2 separate regions of the Sus scrofa genome follow, and region 2 is linked to region 1. The links are chromatin contacts, called in public Hi-C maps. All regions are on one chromosome and are shown on one strand. The core of a region is the stretch at or near the end of the contact, and the rest is flanking DNA. Distances in the headings are between cores, read along the strand shown.

Region 1 (4,420 bases), core at 276-2,775:
GTCCTGGGTCTCAGCTTTTGATCTGCCCTATGAGGTGGGGACCTTCCTGCCTTCACTCGCATCCGCACAGGGAAAAGGGGCTCCTCCCGAGACACCTCAGAAGGTGTAGGGAGCCAGGTCCCTGGGGAGGGAGGTAGAGATCTGATCCAACCAGATCTCAGGGCTCCGGTGTAACCCACGAGTGCCGGCGCGTGAGGTCTATGTGGCTTCGTGTGCCTGGCGTGGTCAGTGTGTGGGAGACCAGGAGAGTGGGGGGTCTAAGCAGACACAAGGCTGAGTGTGCTTTCGCAACAAAGGTGCCTCTGTGGCCCACTGAGTGTGTCAAGGTGTGTTTGGGAGGGGGCGAGTGGGCCAGACAGAGGCAGGCATCGGCTCCTCCAGGAAGAATGAAGGTCAAGGGAGGGATGAGGGGGGGCGCCTGGAGGAGGACAGGGCTCGCTTCCGAGAGGGTTCCCTTCAGCCCCCCAGCCCTTCTGGGAGGCTGGTATTTTCCAGGACTAAGAGCTGAGCCGGGCATTTGGGGGCGGGGACGGCCGAGCTGGAGCCCAGAAAGGGGGCGGGTGTGAAGCCCGCAGCCTGGGGATTTTCCGTTTGGATTTCGGCGTGTGCGCCCACGTGTCATGGGTGTCACTGGGTTTCTGTGGGGTGTGTCTCCATGGAGTTGTGTCTCGGGGCAGGAAACCTCGGGAGAGGCTCTGTCTCTAATGTGTCACTTGATGCCTGATGTGGTGTGTGTCCCGAGGGTCCACCATGTGGCTCCAGCTCTAGGGCTCCCTTCCTTGAGGGCTGAGTGTGGGAGGGACTCCTGAGACGTTCGGCCTGGCCTCCTGGGGTCCCAGAAGACGGTGAGGAACAAATGCATTCTGTCTGCTCATTCACTCCAAGGCCTGCCGGAGCCTGGGACCCTGAGGGCAGGAGGGGAGCAGACAGCCTGGGTGGAGGATGAGGTTTAGGGGGGGGCGCTGAACCTCCATCAGACCTGGAAGCTGGCTAGGCTAGTCCCCCAGGCCCACACGGGGGCCCACACATACAAAGACACATGACACAGTTCAGGAGCACTTGCAGACATGAAAGTGTAACAGGACTCACAGATACATAGTAAAACAATACATACCTGCCTATAAGTACCTGCCTATAAACAGATTCACACACCTACACAAAAGCACCCAAACCTCCCCACACGACACATGTAACAACATACACACATGCCTACCAATGAACACACACAGACACAAACATACATGCACCTAGATACAGCACACAGGCATATAGACAGACACATGCAATCATACTCATGCAAACCCAGGCACACACAGACACACACACATGCAAACACACTCACCAGCCTTCCCAGCCCCTGCGGCCCTGGGACCCAGAAGCCTCCCTCCCCTGTGTGTGAGTGTGTGTGTGTGTGTGTTGTGTGTGTATGCATGCCCACACTTGTGTCTCTGTGTATCTGGGTCTGTGCGTGTGTGTCTGTGTGACTGAGGGGTTGCTGAGCTGTGGGAACTCAATGACATCACCGCTTCTGGCTATTTTTAGCTCCCTCTGCAATGAGGGCCCTTCACTGCCCCTCCCCTTCCAGGTTCCCAGCTCTCCTCCCCCTTCGGGCTCTCAGAGGCTGGTACAGCCAGTGGGCACCCACCACCCCAGTCTAGGTGTCCCCCTGGATGACCGAGAATACAGTTCACTCTCTCCCACCCCCAGCCAGAGCTCCCTGGAGGCTGGGAACCCTGGGCACCCCGGCCAGAGGAGGCGGCTTGGGCCGAATGGCAGCCCAGAGAAGGGGCCTGTGTTAGGTGAGCTGACCTGGCTGGTCTCCAGGCCCTCGGGGGCGCCTCCTTCTGCTTTGCAATCTGTAACTGTGTGTCTGTCAGTGGTGCCTGCTATGTGCCAGGGAGGATGCCAAGTTCTGGAGATAGAGCTGTGAGCAAGGCAGTGGGAGTTCTTCCTGGTGGGAGCTGCAGCTCAGTGGGAGACAGAGCTTCAACAGAACACGCCGGCAGGGCCCGGGATGGCGGCGAGGGCTCTGCACGTTGGTGACGAGGGGTCTTAATCTGGAATGTGGGTCTCTGTCCGTCTCCCATCGAGGTGACCTGAGGAAACCAAAGGGACATGGTCCCTTTACCTCTGCACCTCTCACCCCAACAACCACACCCCCAGAACTCCACAGAGGTGTGTGTCCTTCTCACACCCACAGCCGTGCTCCCGGCACCGCACCGACCCACCCTCCAAGGGGTGGTCCATTGCCATTTGCCTCTCCCTTTTCTCTGGAGCTTGCCCACAGTTGAGCCCTAGGAGGCGGGCAGGTGTTTCTCATCTATGGATGAGAAACCTGAGGACCAGAGAGGGGCGGTGCTGGGCCACACCTCCCAATGCAGCCCAGGGAGCAGCCCAGGGAGATGGCAGGAAGATGGAATGAGGAAATGGTGCTGGCGCCGGGGTAAAGGAGCAGAGGGTGAGGTCAGCAGGTGGAGGAGGGGGAGGGGGACAGGGACTGAGGGCTTCCTGCCTGGAGGAGGCCTTCCCGCTCTACCCAGCCTGGGCAACCACTGGAAAATCGGGTCTGGCAGCTTCAGCCAAGCCGCAGGGCTGGAGGAGTGGTCCAGACTGCGCCTGGGAGGCAGCCTAGGGGCGGGCCCATCCTCTAGCAGAGAATCTGGCTAAATGGTCTCATAGAGGGAGCCTTTTATAAGACTGGGGTCCTTTGGACAGTGTGGGGCCGAATAGCTCTGGGCCGAAGGAGCCCAGAATTTCAGTCCTTGTTCTGCTCCGAACCCCTGTGTGAGCCTTAGAAAGTCCTGCCCCTTTCCCGGCCTCCGTGGGCCCTCTGGAGATGGGGCTCTGGAGGATCAGGTTCCCCACCCCCAAGCCTGCTCTCCTGTTTTCTTGGGAGCCTGATTCAGGCACAGGAACATACAGCCAATGGGTAGGAGCGGACCACACGGCCCTAGGGCGCCAGGCTGGAGGTCCCTTGTCACCAATGGATCAATGGCCGGAAGCCCCTGCTCCAGACCCACAATGCACTACCAGTCACCCCACCCTTCCCAGTGCCCTCCCCCACACCCCCACTTCCGGCCTCTGTTCCTTGCTCACCTTCAGGGAAAGCGGTAGGGCTCCCTAGGGAATTTCCTCTATCTCCTCCACTGGCTCCCTGCCCAGCGCCTAACCCTCCCCCTCTGTCCCTTTGGCCAGGCCCGGCTCCCAGTAAACTTTCTTTTCCTGGACCTTCAGGCTGGCCATGGAGGAAAGGAAGCTGGTAGGAAGGCTGTGCAGAAGCCTGGTTTTCCTGCTACCTTCACATACGGGCACCGGAATGAGGGGCTTGGGGGAGGCAGGCAGGCTGAGTGCAGGGGCCCAGGCCTGGGCTGTCCTGGGCATATCCCCCACCCCCACCCCTGGCAGCCTCAGGGGAGGTGGGAATCTTGCCCTTCACTTATTCAGCCATCTTCTTCCTCTGCCTTCAGCGAATTCAGAGAAGAGAGCCTGGAGCCCAGACCTGCATTCTCTGGAAAACAAACACGGAAACCCAGGCCAAGTGAATCCTGGCTGTTGTCACCAGGTCAATGACAAATTCTTGAAACACAAAAATCATAAAATTCTAGATGCATAGAGTGCGTAGTCACAGAATGAGCATCAGAGAATTCTAGCATGGTGCAATCGGAGTTACAGAAGCCTGGGAATGACGGAATTCTGGCATCCAGAGAGTTCCAGATCGCAAGGTTAGAGAATCCTCGAGTTGGAAGTCTTGAGAAGCCAGCTGGTGAAGGGTGGATCTAAAGGGTCTAAAGCTTGGGATTTCCCACTGGGGATGGGCACGGGCCTTCTCACAAGAACACGAAAGAGGAAGCAGAGCGCAGGACACGTGACCTTAGTTAGGGTGAGTTAACCCACCTGCAATAAACCAGACAAAAGACAGACCTCTTTTCAAGGGGCACATTCCTGATTCCTGAGGATGAGGGGAGTGGCGTGGCAGTGGGGAGAGAGAAGGGAAATATATAAACAAAATATAACCTAAAGAAAAAAAATCAAGAAGCATAACACACTGGTCTCAATGGCTTCAACTTCCCTGGATTGGGCTTAACAATAGCCCAGTACATTTTCAAAGGTTAGTAAGACTTGGGAGTTCCCGTTGTGGTGCAGTGGAAATGAGTCGGAATCTGACTAGTATGCATGAGGATGCAAGTTCCATCCCTGGCCCCACTCAGTGGGCCGGGGATCTGGTGTTGCCGTGAGCTATGGCATAGCTCCCAGACGCGGCTCAGGTCCTGAGTTGCTGTGGCTGACGTGTAGGCCGGCAGCTGTAGCTTTGATTCGACCCCCAACCTGGGAACCTCCATATGCCTCAGGTGCAGCCCTAAAAAAAAAAAAAGGGTAGTAAGACTCTTATCACATTGGAATAGCAACCCATGGCTGGCTT
Region 2 (4,389 bases), core at 1,178-3,677, 170 kb after region 1:
GGTGAGCGTGGGGGGTTGTATCTGGAAGCCTCTGGCACGTCGCTGTCCTCTTGTGAGAGGCCATGTCCCTGGGAGGGTGTGGCGGGGCAGGGCTCTGTTGGGGGTCTCTTCTGACCTGGCAGTCTTTCCTAACTTCCTCCACAAAAGAGGGCGGTTTTGGTTCTGTAGTGGAATGGCACTTGGTGAAAAACACAACCAAAGGAAAATGGGGAGGCTTGGGATTTCATTTAAAGACTCGTAGTCAAGGGGTAAAAAGCTCTCACCCGAAGGTACTTTATTTCTTAACCAACATAGTTTAGGCATCAGCATCTCATCGCTCCTCCTTCTAAAGAAGCATTCTGTTTAGAAACCAAATTGATTTCAGCAGAACAGTGATTGTTGCCAGACGAAGTTCTGATGGAAAAAAGCGGCCCTCGTATCTGAATGCACATGTCTGTCCCAAACCTGAAAATCAGAGGAAGCCTCGAACTTGTTCGTTTCAGCAAACTCGGACATTGGTCAGTGTACCTCCTCTTGCCTTGCCCTTGTTTCTCAGAGATGAGGAATGGTGTTCTTTGTGTGGGCTGGTGAGCTTTGAATCATAAAATGAAGTTGGTGCTTGTGTGGTGTTTCCTTAGCCTAAAGAATAATCTGTCCTTCGAAACCCTTGTTCCTTGTTTGTATGAGTAAAGAAAAGGTGTGATCCGGTGTTTTAGATGCTCGAGATACCAAACAGTGACGCTGGACAGCACGCTTCCGTGTGCTTCCCCGAGGTTAAAGGCCCTGCAGAATAGTCACCATGGTTTGCTGTCCCTTCATCTCCTGTCCTCTGCTGGGTGGGGCCCTGGGGAGCCACAGGTGGCCAGGGCTGTAGCTGAAAGGGAGCCAGTAAAGTGGGTTCAGGGACTTCAGTAAATCGCAGACCCAGAGGCTCTAGTGTCAAGGGTGAGGGTTGTACCACATCACCCCTGTGCTTCCATACACTGGCTTCTGAGGCTTCCGCAAGGAAAGGAAAGGATGGATTGGAAATTAGGCTCTTAGTCAAAGCCGTCTGGACGCTTTTCTCTGTCTTTTTTTTTTTTTTTGGTGTCATCTTGCCATTAAGACAATGTGCAGGCCGTCCTTAGGCGTCAGTGGCCCCGATTATAGGCCAGGAATCTTCCACTCCGTGTGGGTGAGATCTTCCGGCGGAGCAAAGCTGGGCATCAGTCACGCCTGCCTCCACTGCGCCCACCGCCGTCTGTCCACACTCACTTGACAGATACAATCCAGTTGCCTCCGAGCCAATCCTAGAGCCGTAACAGGCCCCAGGTGAGTGAGTGGTGCGAGCCCAAAGCTGTGCAGTCAGGTATCCCGGCTGCTAGAGAAGCCACCGTCTTGAGTCTTGGAGCGTAAGAGTTACAGCTAGGAAAGCTCTAGTTCGGGGGATGAAAGACAGTATTTTGCTTTCCCCGAGCACTTATCTTGGTGAGGGGGTCTAGAATGGACCGTGACATAGAAATAGACATAGATGAAAAATCTGAGGAAAAACCTCCCGAGTTACTAACAGGATAAGAAGGGGGCATATCTTTGGCTTCTCCTTGGTTATGTCGCAACTTCAGGATTGGGTGAGGCAGATAAATGAAACCCGCTCCAGGGTCACTGTTCTGACCTAAGCTCTTAACCGAGAGCCAGCTGGACATTCTTCCCCAAATTGCCGGATTGAAATCTTGCTGGTTTTACTGAGTAATGCCAGACTGACTGCTACCAGGCGTGCCTGGATGGCTTTGCGCCTGGGGTCGAACCCACTTGAGCAGCAAGCTGCTCGGGATTGGGCGCAGGGAATCCCTTCGTCTGGTTCTAAAACTCGGTGTTCCAAATGTCTCTTACAAGAAATGGAAACAAGGCTGAGGATACATGCCTCTGACATCAGACTGTGTTCTGCTCCTTGTCTGGCGGGCGTTAGGGTGTGCAGAGAGCGGGCGAGCACCATCCACTGTCTGCACTTGGCGGGCTCATGGGGCAGGGCTGCTCTTCCCAAGCCCCACGTTCCTTCATGCTCTTCTCTCCTTGTTCGTTCTGGAGTTCGTTGCTTTGTGGGAACTAAGACCTAGAGACATTTGGAGAATTTGGCAAGTATTTGCTTGATCTCGAGCCTGTGGAGATGGTATCGGGACCAGTCTGGTAACTACGTGGAGGGTCCTGTGCATCCCCTTTGCTCCATGGTCTTGGCACAGACCCTGGCCTCCTTCCTCGGGATCCCCTCTGTCCTGTCCCACCCTCTGGGCCCTGGGCTTCTCTCTTGGCATCTGAACTGTAGCCTCCCTGAGGCAGAGTAGCGACAGACCACAACCAGAGGGGCTTATTGTTTTCCTGGCTAGAAAAGCTGGCCACCAGTGGGGCAGCAGCGTGGGGCTGGCTGGACCCTGGTCCTCCACCCATCTTTCCTAGGTGGAGCTTTCATCACAGAACAGTGCTGTCTCCATCTGGCCACGGATGCTAACTGAACCTTGGCCATGGCTCAGGCCTGTACAGGCTAGCTTTATCCTCACCACTGATTTGGCCAAGGTTGTGCACTTCCTAGTATCTTGCCCTACCCTGTCTCCACGCCTGGATGGGACCTCATGTGCTTTGAAGAAGCTTTGAGAGCCAGTGTGGTGTCTTCCATGGGTCTCCTCTCCCTGCAGCAAGAAACTAGCCTCATGGGTCCCCTTGAGCCAAATATCATCTGGGCAAGTCCTGGTTCCTCGAGGTGGTCTCTGTTGCCAGTTAAGACTCCTTAGTAGGTCTCTGTGCCTCAGTGGCCTCAAAGCAGAGGGTCCAGAGGGTCTCTGCTGTCAACTGCTCAGCCTTGCTCGAGCTCCAGCCACTTGTGACAACCAACCTTGTTCCCTTACCAATTCCAGCATGTGACTTTGGTGCCCTGTTGTTACTCGTGAAAAACCTCTTCTTCTGTTGTCTTTGATGTAGTCAAAAAAATTCATGTAGTTACGTAACAATATCTGATTCACAAGGAAGCCAACTCTATGTCTTGTGTTGGGACAGTTCATAATGTAGTTCCTAGACCACTTTTGCGAATTGTTCTTGTCACCAGATGTGTTCAGACATTGCTGTGCAGTTGTGGGGAAGGGAGGGGGAAGGTGAGGGAGATAAACGTTTCGGTCTTTTTGTTTTTACCTTCCCCAGGAGGGGACAGTCTGGTCAACTTGCTCCAATAGCGCAATAAAGACATTGCAATAAAGCGCCTCTTTGTCCTCATGCTGGGGCGGGTGGGGGGGGGGGCAAGGAAGAGGCCCGGGGTGTTTTTCCAGCCCTGAAACTTGCAGACCTTCTCCTTGACGAGCTGCAGCGAGGCCACCCGAGGCACGCTTCTTCTCTGGAGAGGACGTCCGCTCCATCAGCCGTGATGCCAGAATCTTGTCGACCAACACGGGACGCGGGGAGACGCACAGAACTAACTCTGAGAGCCCTCCCTTTCCTCCTCACCCTGTTCCCACCAGACAGCCAGTCACTTGCCTCTCGTCACACCTTTCTGCCCAGAAATGTTTGCACGTTCTAGCGAGGGCGTAGGGGACGCGGGCTCGCTCTGAGTCCATCCTCCTGTGGCCCCAGGCCCTCTCGTCCTGCCACAAAACCGTTGAGAACATAGCAAAAATGGGACCACCTCTGTGGACACAGGGCCCTGCAGTTCTCATCCTTGTCACTCAGGCCCCACCCATGTGTGATGAATTACAAATCAGACCGTAGGGCAGTAATACATAATGTATTTTGTCTTTTTAGGGTGGCACCTGCGGCATATGGAGGTTCTCAGGCCAGGGGTCAAATCAGAGCTACAGCTGTCGGCCAACGCCACAGCCACAGCCACATCAGATCCAAGCCGTGTCTGCGACCTACACCACAGCTCAGGGCAACCCCAGATCCTTTAACCCACTGAGCGAGGCCAGGGATCAAACCCTCGTCCTCATGGATGCTCGTTGGGTTCGTTAACCACTGAGCCACATCGGAACGCCAATAATCTGTAGTTTAGATGGCCTCGCCTCCATCCTCCTCCCCACCACTCTTAGCTCCATGGCGTCCCCAGGGCCACTGCTGGGAACCAGGAATGATTTCCCCCAACCCAGGAGCTTTTTCCCACTCAGCACGGGACACTCAAATTCCTCTCTGTAGCCCAGTCCGCTCTTCTGCACTCCGCCTGCTGCCTGGACATCTCCTCTGGGGCTCTGGGGGTCCCACAGGCACTGCCGCCTTTGTTTACAGAGGAAACACATGGTGGGTTATGAACTCCCTACCTTCCTGCCCCGGATCTATAACTGGGTCTGTATCCACATAACTGGTCTCCTCCTCTCATCTGTTCAATTTCAAAAGGCGGCCCTCCTCTAAAAGCCCATCTCTCCCACCTTCTCAGGACTCCTGTGAATTCTCTACTAGTTT

Evidence for each region. Hi-C and Micro-C count contacts between places; a contact is called where the count stands out from the background.
Region 2: a Hi-C map of omental adipose tissue shows a contact between it and region 1, with 2.1 times the contacts expected there. The contact joins two enhancer-like sites. A contact is called at or near these places in 1 of 5 promoter capture datasets (liver), 35 of 47 Hi-C or Micro-C datasets (adipocytes, adipose tissue, alveolar macrophages and 18 more) and 2 of 2 datasets of contacts at active chromatin or transcription factors (alveolar macrophages and skeletal muscle).

What each region holds. Positions count from the first base shown.
Region 1 is chr6:165,233,681-165,238,100 of Sscrofa11.1, forward strand. No RefSeq gene overlaps it. Among named protein-coding and RNA genes, the nearest start is that of TSPAN1, 6.4 kb to the left of the region's middle. Within about 2 kb of position 1,526, at least 51 of the 83 cell types and tissues checked have an H3K27ac peak or open chromatin away from gene starts, as enhancers often do. A contact at or near this core is called in omental adipose tissue, where this site is marked.
Region 2 is chr6:165,399,469-165,403,857 of Sscrofa11.1, forward strand. It overlaps LOC100511937 (phosphatidylinositol 3-kinase regulatory subunit gamma), which reads left to right. Exons shown (of 10, transcript XM_013999442.2): 10 at 1-3,200. Among named protein-coding and RNA genes, the nearest start is that of TSPAN1, 170 kb to the left of the region's middle. Within about 2 kb of position 2,428, at least 4 of the 83 cell types and tissues checked have an H3K27ac peak or open chromatin away from gene starts, as enhancers often do. A contact at or near this core is called in omental adipose tissue, where this site is marked.